Linked DNA regions of Sus scrofa: region 1 is linked to region 2. A link is a contact called in public Hi-C data. All regions are on one chromosome and are shown on one strand. Each heading gives the region's core, a stretch centred on a gene start, on an enhancer-like site or on the middle of the called end of the contact. The rest is flanking DNA. Distances are from core to core; before and after follow the strand shown.

Region 1 (7,752 bases), core at 3,191-5,690, 61 kb after region 2:
ACCTTTGCCTCTTGCTGCTCCCTGTCCCCAGGTACAGGCCCTGCTCCATCTGGCCCGCCAGAACCGGGCTGTGGCCCGCACAGCCCAGAATGAACGGTCATCACGCAGTCATAGCGTGTTCCAGCTGCAGATCTCTGGGGAACACGCGGCCCGAGGCCTGCAGTGCATCGCCCCGCTCAGTCTTGTGGACCTGGCCGGGAGCGAGCGGCTGGATTCCGGCCTCGCCCTTGGCCCTGGGGAGCGGGAACGCCTTCGGGAAACACAGTCCATTAACAGCAGCTTGTCCACACTGGGGCTGGTCATCATGGCCTTGAGCAACAAGGTGGGAATTGGGGGGGGGACGACAGGTGGGATCTGGGAGCTGGCCACTCCAAACCCTACCCCAGCCCCTTCACCTGTCCTGCTTTACCCTCCAGGAGCCCCATGTGCCTTACCGGAACAGCAAGCTCACCTACCTGCTGCAGAACTCTCTGGGTGGCAGCGCTAAGATGTAAGAGGAAGGGGTCGGGGTAGGAGAGGCGAAGTAATTGAGACCTGGTCCAGGCTCCTCCCAGCCGCTGACCCTGTAGCTGGCCCTCTCCTGTCTCCACAGGCTCATGTTCGTGAACATCTCCCCCCTGGAAGAGAATGTCTCTGAGTCTCTCAACTCCTTGCGCTTTGCTTCCAAGGTGTGGTCAATACCCATCCCTCTTGGGCCTCCTGGTGTTGGTGGCTTCTCTATCCTGACCCCATCTGTCCTGCAGGCCAGAGGGCCCAGTGCTCTAGAAGGGAGGCATCTGGGGTACTTCTACCTGGATCCACTTTTTTTTTTTTTAAACTATTGATTTTTGGGGGTTTTGAATTTAGTTTTAAAAGACAGGTAGTTGGGGAGTTCCTGTCATGGCGCAGCGGAAATGAATCTGACTAGGAACCATGAGGTTTTAGGTTCGCTCCCTGGCCTTGCTCAGTGGGTTAAGGATCTGGCATTGCTATGAGCTGTGGTGTAGGTCGCAGATGCAGCTTGGATCTGGAGTTGCTGTGGCTCTGGCGTAGGCCAGCAGCTACGGCTCCGATTAAACCCCTAGCCTGGGAAGGAGTTTCCGTCGTGGCTCAGTGGTTAATGAATCTGATTAGGAATCATGAGGTTGCGGGTTCCATCCCTGGCCTTACTCAGTGGGTTAAGGATCCGGTGTTGCCGGTGTTGCTGCAAGCTGTGGTGTAGGTTGCAGACTCGGCTCGGATTTTGCCTTGCTGTGGCTGTGGTGTAGGCCGGCAGCTACAGCTCCGATTAGCCTGGGACTCTCAATATGCCGCAGGAGTGGCCCTCAAAAGGCAAAAAGACAAAAAAAAAACCCTACCCTGGGAACCTCCATATGTCCTGGGTGTGGCCCTAAAAAGAAAAAAAAAAAAAAAAAAGAAAATTCCAAACTCTACAGAAAGCTGTACACAATAAATGAAATTTTTACCACCACCCTTCTCTACCCCATCCTCACCTGCCCTACTAGTCAACTTTTACATTTACCGTTTTACTTATCTTTCCAGTGTTTCCTTTTGCAAATAGAAGCAACATGTATGTGTGTATTCCCTCCCTCTTAGAGAAGACTTCTCTTTCCTCTCTCTCTCATGTATATGTTGTCCCACACCTTTTTATTTTCCACCCCTGATTAACAAGGTGGCCCCAGGATTCTTCCCCACTGGCACACAGAGATCATTCTATTATTTTTATGTCTGCCCAGGACTCCACTGTGTGGATGCACCAAGGTTTATCCACCAGTTCCCTCTACTGGACACTTGGATTGTTTCCATCCTTTTTCTCTCACAAACAAGGCCATTTTGACTAACCTTGGACATATGTTTACTCTTTTATTTATATCTAACTATCTGAGGAGAGAGTCCTTCAAATGGGATTCCTTGTTTTTCCAACCATTCCAAATAGTGTTAATTCAGGCTCCAACTCCCATGCAGGTCAGCTGTGTCTATGGCTGTGAGTTCTCTAGGAGACTTAGATTCCCTCAAGTCGGGAAGTTTCTTTACTGCCTGCCTCCTGGGGGGTGGTGGCAGGGAGGGGTTGAGGATAATGTTTTCCTGAGGCTGCAGCTTTATAGGGCATTTCTCTGGCTTTGTTCAGGGTCTCTGAGCAGGTCTTCTGCTGTACTGTTGCTGCCATGGAAGTAGCCACCATAGCAGCCTGCCTTAAGTTTCCCCTCATTGTCTCAGAAATGTCTTTTATACTTTAGGTTTGTTACCATCAAGATCAAAGCAAGGGCCACCCATTTCATTTGTTTCATTTTGACTCTAAGGTATCTTTTTTTTTTTTTTTGGTCTTTTCTAGGCGGCACCCAGGACATAGGGAGGTTCCCAGGCTAGGGGGTCTAATTGGAGTTGTAGCTGCTGGCCTACACCACAGCCACAGCAACGCCTGATCCTTATTAACCCACTGAGCAATGCCAGAGATCAAACTCGAAACCTCATGGTTCCTAGTCGGATTCGTTAACCACTGAGCCACTACAGGAACTCCCTCTTTTTTTTGCTTTGCTTTTTTAGGGCCATATCTGCGGCATATGGAGGTTCCCAGGCTAGGGGTCCAATTGGAGCTACTGCCGGCCTACACTACAGCCTCAGCAACATCAGACCTGAGCTGCATCTACCACCTACACCACAGCTCACAGCAACGCCAAATCTTTAACCCACTGAGCAAGGCTGGGGATTGAACCTGCAACCTCATCGTTTCTAGTCAGATTCTTTTCCACTGTGCTACAATGGGAATGCCAGTTCTAAAGTATCTTTTATTTGGGAATTCCCATCGCGGCTCAGTGGTTAACGAATCCAACTAGGAACTATGAGGTTGCGGGTTTGATCCTTGGCCTTGCTCAGTGGGTTAAGGATCCGGCATTGCCGTGAGCTGTGGTGTAGGTTGCAGATGCGGCTCGGATCCCTAGTGGCTGTGGCTGTGGTGTAGGCTGGTGGCTGTAGCTCTGATTCGACCCCTAGCCTGGGAACATCCACATGCTGCCAGAGCAGCCCTAGAAAAGACCAAAAAAAAAAAGTACCTTTTATTTAATCTGTAATAATCTCACCCACTTTTACAGCTTTAATTTGTTTAAAAAAGAGGGTCATTTGTCCTCTGGAAAATGTCCTATTCTGGATTTTGGCTGGTTGCCTCATTTTCTCCATAATTATTTTTTCTGGTAGTTAAATTTAGAGGCTTAATTTGAATCAGGTTCAAATTTCTTGGCAAGAAAACTTAGATGGTGTTTTACACTTTCTATTGCATCACATCAGAAGACACCTAATAACTAATTGTTCCACTTTTAATGATATAAAAATTGGTCACTGGATTTGGGTATTGTGAGCTTGATTTATCCATTTTAAAACTCCCTATCTACTTTTTCCCCTAATGATTTTTTTTTAATGGGCACACCCACTACGTATAGAAGTTTCCCAGCCAGGGACTGAATCTGAGCTGTAGCTGCAGGTCCTTTAACCCACTGCTCTGGGCTGAGAAACCTGCACCTCTGCAGTGACTAGAGATGCCACACTCTGATTCTTAACCCACTGGCTGCAGTGGGAACTCCTCCCTGGGAGGTGATTTGGGGAAAACTGTTTGTAGTTACTGTGAACTTTTTTTTTTCTGTTTGTCTAAACCCCTGCCCACAGGTGAACCAATGTGTCATTGGTACTGCCCAAGCCAACAAGAAATGAAGACGGATCTAGAGTGTGTGTGTGTGTGTGTGTGTGTGTGTGTGTGTGTGACACACACGGGGAAGGGAGGTGGGTGCGGGTGCTTTCTTGGTGGGGGGTGCTGTGATATCTGGGCCTATCAAATAAAGAAGAGGTTTTTTCGCTGTTTTTAAATAAAGGTTTTATTAGCGGTTGCCCAATCAGGGAGATACTTTTCATATCTGTAAAGATGGGAACTGTGGCTCTTCTGTTCTACCCAACAGGCCATGCCCATGCCTTCAGCTCCCATACCCTGTCTCGTGGTCCCCACCTGGGAGGTGTGCCCACCAGGTGGCCAGCCTCCCCTGTGCCACGGCCCCCGCCTGGCAAGAGCACCCCTGGTACTTGTGGGAGGTGGGCGGGGCCGGCGCGCCCTCCCACAAACTGCTGGCTCTCTCCCGCTCTTTCCCTGCCTTCGCGTTCGAACCGCCAGGCCTGCCCCGTCCGCTGCCCATTGGCTGGCTGCTGGTCCGAGCACCCGCCTTGGGAGCGCGGGGCGGGACGCAAGCCCGGACTCTCTCGCGCCAACTGCCTGGGCCACCGCCCGGTGAGGGGGGGGCTCGGTCCTCCCAGGTGCCGCGCGCGGGAGGAGCCACGCGTGCGCAGAAGCGCGACTGCGGGCGGGGCGGGGGGGGCGGGACACAACCCAGCCACGGGGAGGGCGGGGCCGGGGCGGAGGCGGGAGGAGGGCGTGGCGGGGCAATGGGAAGGGTGAATGGAGGGCGGGGTCGTGAACTGAGCCGGGGGGCGGGACTTGGAGTGACCATGAAGGCTGGAGGGGCAGTTAACGGATGTGGCACAGTGCGGGGGCCAGGCCGGAGGCCGGCGGTGGGGAAAGGGGATTCCCTCCTGCCCCGAGGGCAGGTCTCCCTTTGGAGGAAGGGGCTACGGGGATTCCCTCTCACGGCCGGTCCGACTGTCCGCCTGCCCCAGCCGCGGAGAGGCCGCCGCTTGCTTGGCGCCCTCCAGGCCTGCTGGAGGTGAGGGAGGTGGGGTGAGGTGGTGCCCGCCCCCCCACTCCGGCTCCTCCTTCCCCCCAGTCCTTCCCTCCCACCACCCTCCCCCCGAGCCGGTTTGTCCCTCCCCTCCCCTCCTCTCCCCTCCTTCCCCCCGCCGCCTCCTCCTGCCGCTGCCGCTGCTTTGGCTGCTGCGTCATACGCCCCAGAGCTGCCGGGACGGAGGGGCTGGGCCTGGGGACCCCCGGGTCGCTGCCTGCACGCCCCCCGACGCCCAGACGTGCCCTCCCGGCGCGAGGGGTTCGCCTGGGTATCCCACGTCTGCCTCTGCCCGGCTCCCGGCGGCCCCAGCTGTCACTGGTAAGGAGGTGGCGGGAGGCGCCCGTGGGGGGGGGGCAGGGAGCCGGGGGTCGGCGCGCAGGGCGCGGGCGGGAGAGCCGCGCCGCCCTTGCATCGGGTCGGGCTGGGCCGTCTCAAGTCCCCTCTCTCGGACTCGCGGTCCTGGGGAGTAGAGACCGGGACTGGGACACGCCCCCCTCCCGGGGCACTCAAGGAAGTTATCTAACCCAGGGGCCGGGAGCCCCGAATTTGAGGGTGACCTGACATAACCTGGTACCAGGATGATTGTTCTGAATGAGACACGCGGGTCGGGGAGGCAGCCGTTCTCACTCTGGAAAACATCTCCAGAAAAGCTCCCAAAACACATCTCTGGAAAACAGCACCCCAATTATGACACCCCTAAAGAGCAGTAGAAGGTGACAGTAAAAACAGAGTGGTAACCTTTGCTTCTGCAACCATCACTTTTGCTAAAATCTCAAGGCCAGGATATAACATCCCAAGGGAGCCGGAAACTAGAGAACTAGGTTGGGGAGGGGGTGCATGGTAGGGAGAAGAGAGCCAGGGGTGGCTCCGGTGAGGCTGAGGAAGGGCCTGGAGGTTCCCTTGCACCCTCTCAGGGATATGGAGACTGGGACACACCTGCTTGAGTCCTTGACAGAGAAATACACAAGGAAAATGGGGACCAGTTCCTCAGCATTCAAAACTTTCTCCTCCCATCCCGCTTCTGGCTAGGCCCCCCCAGGATGCAATGGCACAGCCCCCCCGGCTGAGCCGCTCTGCTGCCCCCCCACTTTGGGACCCAGCTTCCTCTGCTTCCACCTCAGGCCCCAGGCCTCGACTTTGGGAGGGTCAAGATGTGCTGGCCAGGTGGACAGATGGGCTGCTATACTTGGGGACCATCAAAAAGGTATGACCTTTGACTTCTGACCTGTCACCTTTTCCCCATTCCTCCTATCTAGTTCTGATTCCCATTTGATCTTCTGGGCTCACCCATTGCAGGTGGACAGTGCTCGGGAGGTGTGTCTGGTCCAGTTTGAGGATGATTCCCAGTTTCTGGTTCTATGGAAAGACATTAGCCCTGGTGAGAGGCCTGCATCCCATGGATAACAGATACCTGGCATGGGGGTTGGACAGGCCCCCTGAACGTTGTGTTCCTCCCCAACAGCTGCCCTCCCTGGGGAGGAACTCCTCTGCTGTGTATGTCGCTCTGAGACTGTGGTCCCTGGAAATCGGCTGGTCAGCTGTGAAAAGTGTCGCCATGGTGAGAGGGCAGGACACCTGAAGGACCCAGCTTGCCCTGGGTCTTCCAGGCTGCCTCTCCCCCCTTCCCTCCAGCAGTGGTTCTTATGTCACCTGCCCTGGCCGGTCTCCTCAACCCTGTAACCTCACTCCCTCCCTGTACAGGGAGAGGCACCCATGGGTGGAGATGTGTGAGCTTTGCAGGCAGAGGGTACTTCAGGTACACCTTTTTCTAAGCACATGACCTTGGGCCAGTTCCTAAACCTCTAAGAGCCACAGTTCCCTCCCCTGCTTTTTTTTTTTGGTCACTTTGGAGAAAGAATTCAGCAGAGATTGAGGACAAGTGAGGCTATTAAGTGTTTATTTAGAGAGCGAAGATAGGTGCAGAGAAAATATAGGTACAGGCAGGCTGGGCAGGGGAGGGGGTGGGAAGGGAGAGAGAAAAAGAGAAAGAGCAAGAGAGGAAGAGCCTTCCCTGCTTATAAAGTAAAGGTCATACACCCACCCTGCAGGACCATGATCAAGAAGGAAATGAGAATTTCCAGCTGTGGCTCAGTGGGTTAAGGACCCAGTGCTGTTTCTGTGAGGATGCAGGTTCAATCCCTGGCCTCAGTGGGTTAAGGATCCCATGTTGCCATGAACTGCAGCATAGGTCACAGATGTGGCTTGGATCTGGTGGCGGTGGTTGTGGTGTAGGCCGGCAGCTGCAGCTTTGATTTGACCTCTAGCCTGGGAACTTCCATGTGCTGCAAGTGCAGCTGTTAACAGAGAAAAGAAGGAAATCAGATAAGACTCTTCCCATCCCAATACCTGGCACACACAGGTCTGCAGGCCGTAAGTAGCCTACTCTCAACATTGTCCTTATTCAGCTTATCACCAGGATTGCCACGTGCCAAGGGCCCCAGCCCCCGGAGAGGGAGAGGGCACACCCTGGGTCTGCCGCCAGTGCGTCTTTGCCATCGCCACCAAGGTAAAGGCATCTTCCCCAGGAGCCCTGGACTGCAACCTGCCCTGGGCCCTTCCTTTCCCCATGTCTCTGAGGCACCCCACCTGTCCCCTCTGCAGAGAGGCGGTGCCCTGAAGAAGGGCCCCTATGCCCGGGCCATGCTGGGCATGAAGCTCTCTCTGCCGTACGGACTAAAGGGCTTGGACTGGGATGCAGGGCATCTGAGCAACCGGCAGCAGAGCTACTGTTACTGTGGTGGCCCTGGGGAGTGAGTAACAGGGTGGGGGTCCCAGGGAAGGAGGGAGAGAGACAGGGTGAGGGGTGGGGGCAGAGAGGGAGGGGTGCTGGGAGGTCACTAGTCCAGCGTCTCTGTTCAGATGGAACCTGAAGATGCTGCAGTGCCGGAGCTGCCTGCAGTGGTTCCATGAGGCCTGCACCCAGTGTTTGAGCAAGCCGCTCCTCTATGGGGACAGGTGAGCCCCGGCAGCCCTCCCCAGCCCTCCCAGTCAGTTCGTCTCTTCCCAGCCTCTGAAGCTGGGCTCACCTGGCAGTCCCACAAAGGGTGTGTTTTCT
Region 2 (7,624 bases), core at 4,478-6,977:
GGCCCATAGAGGCAGAAAGCTCAGGACAGGCCTCCCACCCCCTAGAGCCAGAGTGGCACAGACATGGAGTAGAAAGGGCAGGACTAAACCACGTGTCCACAAAGATACAACCCCGAGGGCCAAGGGGTCTGGCACCCAGAGGCTTCCTGATTTGCTTTAAAACGACTGGAACACTGATATTTAAAGTTCCCACTGTGGCACAGTGGGTTGAGAATTTGACTGCAGCAGCTCAGGTCACTGCAGAACATGCAGGTTCAATCCCCGGTCCAGCACAGTGAGTTAAAGGATCTAGAGTTGCTGCAGTTGTGGCTCGAATTCAGTCCTTGGCCTGGGAACTTCCATGTGCCTCAGGTGTGGCCAAAAAATTAAAAAGTAAAAATTAAGGGGAAAAAAAAAAGGAGATATTTAAAGTAGGAGGCTCCTGAGCTGTAGTGTACAAGGAGGCGAGAAGTGTGGAAAAGAGCATCCTGCCCACAGCACCCAGCATCCAGCGCCAGGAAGAACCAAGCCAGTGAGTATGGCGAGAAAGAGAACTTGGGAGTTCCCATCGTGGCTCAGCAGCAACAAACTTGACTAGTATCCATGAGGACACAGGTTGGATCCCTGGCCTCGCTCAGTGGGTGTTGCCATGACCCATGGTGTAAGTCACAGATGTGGCTCACATCCCACATTGCTGTGACTATGGTGTATGTAGGCTGGCAGCTGCAGCTCCAATTCAACCCCTAGACTGGGAACCTCCATATGCTATGGGTGCCGCCCTAAAAAGCATAAAAAAAAAAAAAAAAAAAAAAAAAAAAAAGAAAGAAAGAAACAGAGCTTGGAGGAGCCCTGGACGGGAAAGCAGTCAAGACCCTGAAGGGCCCTGGGCAGTCACAAAGTGAGGCCACCAAAGCAGGATAGAGCTGGGGTGCCCAAGGAGCACTCACGGTGCTCCTACCTCTGTAACCAGTAGCTCAAGATCACCAGGCCGGAGGTGTCAAATTTGGGACCTGGGCAACAGTGCAGGTGGCCCAAGAAACGGCCTTAGGGCAAGCCATCCACCAGGGGACAAGGGAGATCTGGGTGGTACCGACAAATGAGTAGAAGCTGAGTGCTTCACCCAGCCCCTCGTTCCCAAAAACTACAGCCACCTGAGCGTGTAAACAAAACGGAACTGCAGAGGCCCCGGGGCAGGTTCATCCTGATGCCCCCAGAACCTCAGCACAGAGCCTACCCGCAGAGGTGCCTGACAAATGCCTGACAGACAATGAATGGATTAGAAACACTAGAAATTCAGGGGGTGGGGGGTGGGGGGGAGCAAATCATCCAGAGGGTCCAGATACACAGAAATAGCAACAACCATGAAAATGCAAACACTCTCCCAGGAAGAGCAGAAGTTCAAAGCAGACCCTCCACCCCAACCCTCCCATCACCGGCCAGACCTGAAGAGAACCATCGTATTGAGGGTGATGGTGAAACATGGGGCTCCCTACCCACCAGACATCACACTGAACCCGAGATGCCTTAACACATGCATCGGTTTTAGGAGCTGAGCCCAGGCCTGGCAAACTAAGACCCGTAAGCCAACAAAGCCAGCCCACCACCTATTTCTGTACGGCCCACAGCTGTAGGCAATGTCCTTTTTTTTTTTCCTTTGGCTTTTTAGCGCCACACCCTTGGCATATGGAAGTTCCCAGGCTAGGGGCTGAATCAGAGCTACAGCTGCCGGCCTACAGCACAGCCACAGCAACACAGGATCCAAGCCAAGTCTGTGACCTACACCACAGCTCACGGCAACACCAGATCCTTAACCCACTGAGTGAGGCCAGGGATCGAACTTGAAACCTCATAGATCCTAGTCAGGATCGTTAACAGTGAGCCACAAAGGGAACTTCCATGTACAGAATGGTTTTTAATGTTGAGTAGCTGAGGGGGAAAAAAATCAAAAGACATATATTTCAAGATGTGCAAATGATTTGAAACTCAAATCGAAGGGGCCACAAATAAAGTTTCAGTGAACTCATTAGCAGCCACATTCATGAAGTTACTTATCCTGCGGCTGCTTATTGCTCTGAAACGGCACAGTACATGGTAGACACACCAAAGGCATCTTATCTCTTTGCACTGTGCCCTGCGCCATGCAGTCTCGGTGACAACACCTATCTCTCGATAGCACCCCCATGTCATCATCTATCTGTGTGAAAAGGTATTTACAAAGATGAAACACACAAAATCTCTCCACAGATCAGCATCTAAACATTTCCAATTGAGTGTGAAGATTCAGAACACTAACTCTGAACCTCAAGTGAACAAAATACTAGTCTTAAAAACGCGAATCCGATTCTTCCCAATAGTAGACCAATATTACAAAAATAGCGTTCAATTTCTTAAAAAAAACACTGCTTAAAAACTCACGATGCTCTGTTTCCTCTTCTTATTTAAGCACCTACATAAAATGCTCAAGGATGCCCCGCTGCCTACAAAGCCTGAAATTCTTACCATGCAGCTCTTTACTGAAAAGGTTTTCTGGAGTTCCCGTTGTGGTGCAGTGGTTAACGAATCTGACTAGGAACCATGAGGTTGCAGGTTCGATCCCTGGCCTTGCTCAGTGGGTTAAGGATCCGGTGTTGCCGTGAGCTGTGGTGTAGGTCGAGAGACCCAGCTCGGATCCTGTGTTTTGTGGCTCTGGACTAGGCCGGCAGCTACAGCTCCGATTTGACCCCTAGCCTGGGAACCTCCATATGCCGAGAGAGCGGCCCAAGAAATGGTAAAAAAAAAAAAAAAAAAAAAAAAAAAAGAAAAGGTTTTCTGACTCCTGAGTTGGACACTCATGTCCCCCCTCTCAGGGTGAGGAAAGTGTATGGTCACTGAGGTCACCAGCATGGCTGGTCAGCGGTCACCAGAATTTAAGCCGAAGCAGCTTAGCTACAGAGTCTGTGCTCTAGAGGTACACTGCCTTCTAGTTCTTTCTGACCCACTGTGGCCACGCCCCCCAGCACCTCACACCAAACAAGTGACTTACGTGCCTGTAGGATCGACTGCCACGGCCCGCACCCCACCGCGGTGACACAGAATCTTTGCCAGCGGTTCCTTCACTGCAGGGCTCCATAAAGACACAGTCCCTGGATATCAGAGAAGAGCTCAAGTTACTAAGAGGGCGCTGAGGCAACTAAACTGGGGAAAGAGGGGACTGGAGGCCAAGAGGTAACACGAGAGGAAAGTAAAGGGGCAGTTTGAGTTTCGGGGACTTGTTAAGTACAAATCTAGAACAGCAGGTCAGGAGGACGATCAAGATTCAGCCAAGGACCGACCGTTGCTGTGTCCGAGGTGGACGATGGCATTGTAAGGGTTCTGGGTCATGACGTCGAGCCGTCCAGCCCGGGCGTTCAGAGCTGCCACGATCTTGCCCACTGACACGTCCAAGTAGGTCAGAAACCCTGTCTCTGACTGAGAGAGAAAGGATGAGTCCCAGCTGCCCACTGGGCTCCCTCTACTGGGTCCCAGGGGAGGATCAGTCTTCATGGGGGGCTGCCACCCCGGCCCTGTGCTCCACAGCCACTCACAGCCGTGGCCAGGAGGAAGTGGAAGGGCAGGAACTCAAGCCGGGTGATGCGGTCACAGCGGCGGACGCAATGGAGCTCGATGCCCTGGTTGTCGTAAATGTGAAGCCAACGGTTCTGAGCAACAGCAAGCAGTGCCTCTGAGTGCAGAAACCTAGGAGGAGCAGGAGTGGTGGGGGTGACAGAGAGTCACTGGCAGTCACTCAGTCGGGGATGGGCTGTCTCACCACCCACCGCCGCCGCCATCACCACCACCACCACCAGAGCCCACGGACCGGATGTCCCGCACCGCCTCCATGACGTTGATCTCGCACATAAGCTTCTTTGTCACCCAGTCGAGGGCGGCCACATGACCCCGTCGCCCTCCCAAAGCCAGGTGCCTGTTGGAGGTGGAGGACAGGCAGGGTGTCAGTACAGGGAGCACCCTGCCTCTGAGGTCTGCCCTCACCAGCTTCCCTCCACGCTCACCCTCACACGCGAGCAGGTCACAAGAGTCTCCCACATCAACAGCCCAAATGTACGCTCATGTATGTACACATAGGTATATACACACCCAAACATGCACACAACGCGTCAGGGGTGGGCAAGGCTGCAGCAATGAAGGAGACTCAACCACACCCTAGTTCAAATCACTGGAAGTCAACCTTACCTCCCTGTTCGAGAGTAATTCAGCCTGTAGGGTCCAAACTGCCTCAAGTTCAAGTCAAAGTGCTGGAAAAGGGAATAGCGGAGAAAAAAAGAAAGAAAAAAATTGGGTCCCTTCAGTAATATTTTCTTCTAGCCCCACTTCCATCCTGCTCTGCACCCCAGTCAGCCCGCTGGATCCTTTTACACCCTCAGGCTCACCTTGGCTGCACTTGCAATATCCACAGCCTCTGCGATGTCAGCCTGGCGTATCCTTGCTGTGTCCTCCCCATCCTCACCTTCCAGAAACCTGCCAGTGAATGTCAGGGTTGCATTCAGCTTTCCGATGTGAAGTCAGTGTATCAACATAAAAGTGAGAAATGAGAGCCTCATAAACCAGGAGCTGGGGAGGCCCACATTACGGTCCACTTACCCAGGTTCCTCAGCCAGCAGCAGCTCAGAACGAGCAGCTTTGACGCTTATTTCCTCTTCCTCAGCTTCAGCAGCATCAAGCCGGCTTTGGGCTTTGGACTTGGAACGGGGCAGCTACAATCATTGGTGGGAGAGGAATGGGCGAGTATGGGGGTTACAGGAGAGCCACCTGACCGCGCCTCCATCCAGCTCACCCAGACACTCCCTGCCTGCAACTCCTCCCCACTCTCCGACCGGTTCTCACCTTTTTGGATTTGTCGATGCGACGGAACTTTCGAACTACCTCCACAGGGACAGGGGCGGGGCCTGCAAACGGGTCCTGGGCCTGGGACAGGAATGGGGCAATTAGTAAACAGGCTCGGGTTGATCCCAACTCTCGTACCCTCAAAGCACGAGGAGACTTGCCTCGCCACCGTATAAGGTCCCAGGCTCACCCCAGACAAGCTCCGCTGAGGGCCTGGACTCCTCCATTCTTGGGATTTCTTTGGGACCTGGGGCTTCTTGGGGAACCGAGACTTCTTTTGGATGGGAGCGTTCTTTGGCTTCTGAGGGCGGGCCTCTCGATTCTTCTTCTGTTTACGAGGGGGACCCGGAGAGGCTCCGGCAGCTGTCGGAGCGGTCTCTTCCTCCCAGTATCGCCGAGGTTTCTGCTGGCAGATCAGGACCCCTGATATTCCGCTGCCTCCTCCCCGCCCCTCCAACCCCTCAGCCAAAAACTTTCCTTTCAACCCAAGGAGGTCTCTACCTTTCTCTTGGCCTGAAGTCTGTCCTTCTTGGGCGGGACATCACTGCCAGGCTTGGGGGCTGTCTCCATCAAGCCCACCCGAACCGCGACACACGTGCAAACTCCTCTCAGCTGTCCCACAGTCGGATTGAAAACTCCCGGAAGTCTTCCGGCCCTCATCCAATCAGCTCCGCCCCAGGTTCGAAGCCCTCGAGGCGCCATCTTGGGTGAGGGCGCTCTCTCCAGTGAGGTGGGGGGCAGACCTTGGCCCCGCCCCCGTGAGGCAGTTTATGCTTGAGTAATGAAAGAGAGGTGGTCCGGAGCCAGGACTCAAGTTGACTGTGCAGTTCCTTTTTCCAGCTTCGTTTCCGCATGTTGCCTAGAACGTTCCGAGTCCAGCCTTTTAGAAAAACGCCACTCGTCTAACAAGTGAGAACTACAGTTCCCGGCATGCGTCAGACGAGAGCTTCCGGCGCCGTCTCTTCCCAGCATTCTCTGTTTACTTCCGGGTTCACCAACACTGAAAGAAGAACGTGAGTAGATAGAGCAGGCGTTCGGTTGAGGGCTCTGGGGTCTCTTTTCCCCCGCTGCCGCCTAGAGCAGGGGTGGAGTCGATATCTCGGACGGGGGGAGACTGCGGTGCCCCGAGGGGCTGCTTCTCAAGAGGGCTGTCATTTCCGCAGGCCGGAAAGGGGAGCTCGGGTACCTTCCAGAGTGTGCAACCCAGCGCCCCTCTCCCTCTTCCCGCGGAGTTTCGTCCTCGCCATGGCTGAGCTGATCCAGAAGAAGCTACAGGGAGAAGTGGAGAAATATCAACAGCTACAGAAGGGTAGGGGAACGGGGTTGTCCCGGTTCTCTCACTACCCGAAGCCTTACAAGATGCGTCCTGCCCCTCTCCATCCCACCCGTGCCCCTTCCCCACCTCCATGGTGTTCCCGTCCTTGTCGCTCCATTTCTCACCAGGACGGTAGGGATTGGGTGGCATATCTGATGTCTTTAATCAAGTCTTCCCTCCCACCCGCCAGACTTGAGTAAGTCCATGTCAGGGAGGCAGAAACTAGAAGCACAACTAACAGAAAATAATATCGTGAAGGAGGTGAGAGCACAGGATTTGTGGGGCGAGGAGGGAACTTGTCCTGGCAATGTTTCTGATCACAGATGTCCTGCCCCTCCATCAGGAACTGGCCCTGCTGGATGGATCCAACGTGGTCTTTAAACTTCTGGGTCCCGTGCTGGTCAAACAGGAGCTGGGAGAGGCTCGAGCCACAGTGGGGAAAAGGCTGGACTACATCACAGCTGAAATGTGAGTCTTTGTTCCAGCACCTTCTGACAGACATGCCACGGTGGAAGACGTGTTGAGAAAGCCTTGTAGAGTAGCTTCCAGAGCTGTTCCCACCACCACCACCACCCAGTTCCTCCAGCCGCTTTCCTTTTAACCCCTCTTCTCCTCCCTCCCTTGGATCTCACGTTCCCCACCAATCTCCTTCCTGCCTTCAGCATCCTCAGCAGTAAGTCTCATTAAGACCTCACCGTTTTTGGTGTTCTGTCTTCCTCAGTAAGCGATACGAATCCCAACTCCGGGAACTGGAGCGCCAGTCAGAGCAACAGAGGGAGACCCTGGCTCAGCTGCAGCAGGAGTTCCAGCGGGCCCAGGCAGCCAAGGCAGGGGCTCCTGGGAAGGCCTGACCCTGTGGAGGGGGGAGGGAGGGGGTGGGAATGAGGCAGCTCAAGGGTCTCTACTGTAGTGAATAAAATGTGAAAACACCTGGCTGTTTTCTCACCAGCCACTTCTGTTGTAATCATCTCCACCTTTTCCCCTGGTCCCTTCTCCCCTTATATGTTTATCGCTTCTGTGACTCCCTCAGGTCCAGACTCTTGCAACTGGGCACTCTGAGGCCGAGTAAGCCTTCTTTATTGAGACTGAAATATGAAATATCTCAAATCTCATTTTTCCTGTATATGCAGCCCTTAGGTCTCCATTATCCTGGTTGGAAACATGAGAAGGGCATTTGCAATGCAGTGGTTTTGGGTAAAGTGAGTTTAATTGAACTCAGAATTTTCTAAGCTGTGACCCCAGAATGAAACATGGGGACCCTCCCTGCTGATTTCCCATCATCTTCAAAATAGCCCTGGCATCCCTCTAATTCGTTTTAGTCTTTTTTTCTTAGAATTTGCTTGAATGTAGCTTAAACTGATTTAAAATCTCAACACCTAACGCTCTGATATCATACGTCCTCCATGTTTATACGTTGTCCACAATGTTGTTCTTCCGTTTCTTTGTCCTCAAATTGTTTCTTACACATTC

Evidence for each region. Hi-C and Micro-C count contacts between places; a contact is called where the count stands out from the background.
Region 1: a Hi-C map of fetal liver shows a contact between it and region 2, with 1.8 times the contacts expected there. The contact joins the promoter of PHF1 here to the promoter of WDR46 in region 2. A contact is called at or near these places in 1 of 5 promoter capture datasets (liver), 12 of 47 Hi-C or Micro-C datasets (embryonic fibroblasts, epiblast stem cells, fetal liver and 6 more) and 2 of 2 datasets of contacts at active chromatin or transcription factors (alveolar macrophages and skeletal muscle).

The regions. Positions count from the first base shown.
Region 1 is chr7:29,709,857-29,717,608 of Sscrofa11.1, forward strand. It overlaps PHF1 (PHD finger protein 1), which reads left to right and starts at 4,441. Exons shown (of 15, transcript XM_001927881.6): 1 at 4,441-5,015; 2 at 5,727-5,901; 3 at 5,994-6,075; 4 at 6,160-6,255; 5 at 7,103-7,203; 6 at 7,299-7,447; 7 at 7,557-7,652. The coding sequence starts at 5,743. It overlaps KIFC1 (kinesin-like protein KIFC1), which reads left to right. Exons shown (of 11, transcript XM_021098599.1): 8 at 32-322; 9 at 417-490; 10 at 593-668; 11 at 3,637-3,860. The coding sequence ends at 3,681.
Region 2 is chr7:29,647,840-29,655,463 of Sscrofa11.1, forward strand. WDR46 (WD repeat-containing protein 46) reads right to left here and starts at 5,728. Exons shown (of 15, transcript XM_005665882.3): 1 at 5,341-5,728; 2 at 5,030-5,245; 3 at 4,840-4,920; 4 at 4,597-4,709; 5 at 4,386-4,473; 6 at 4,189-4,250; 7 at 3,815-3,919; 8 at 3,543-3,693; 9 at 3,291-3,426; 10 at 3,002-3,101. The coding sequence starts at 5,541. PFDN6 (prefoldin subunit 6) reads left to right here and starts at 5,840. Exons shown (of 5, transcript NM_001185179.1): 1 at 5,840-5,852; 2 at 6,003-6,148; 3 at 6,345-6,415; 4 at 6,498-6,622; 5 at 6,876-7,106. The coding sequence starts at 6,085. The coding sequence ends at 7,005.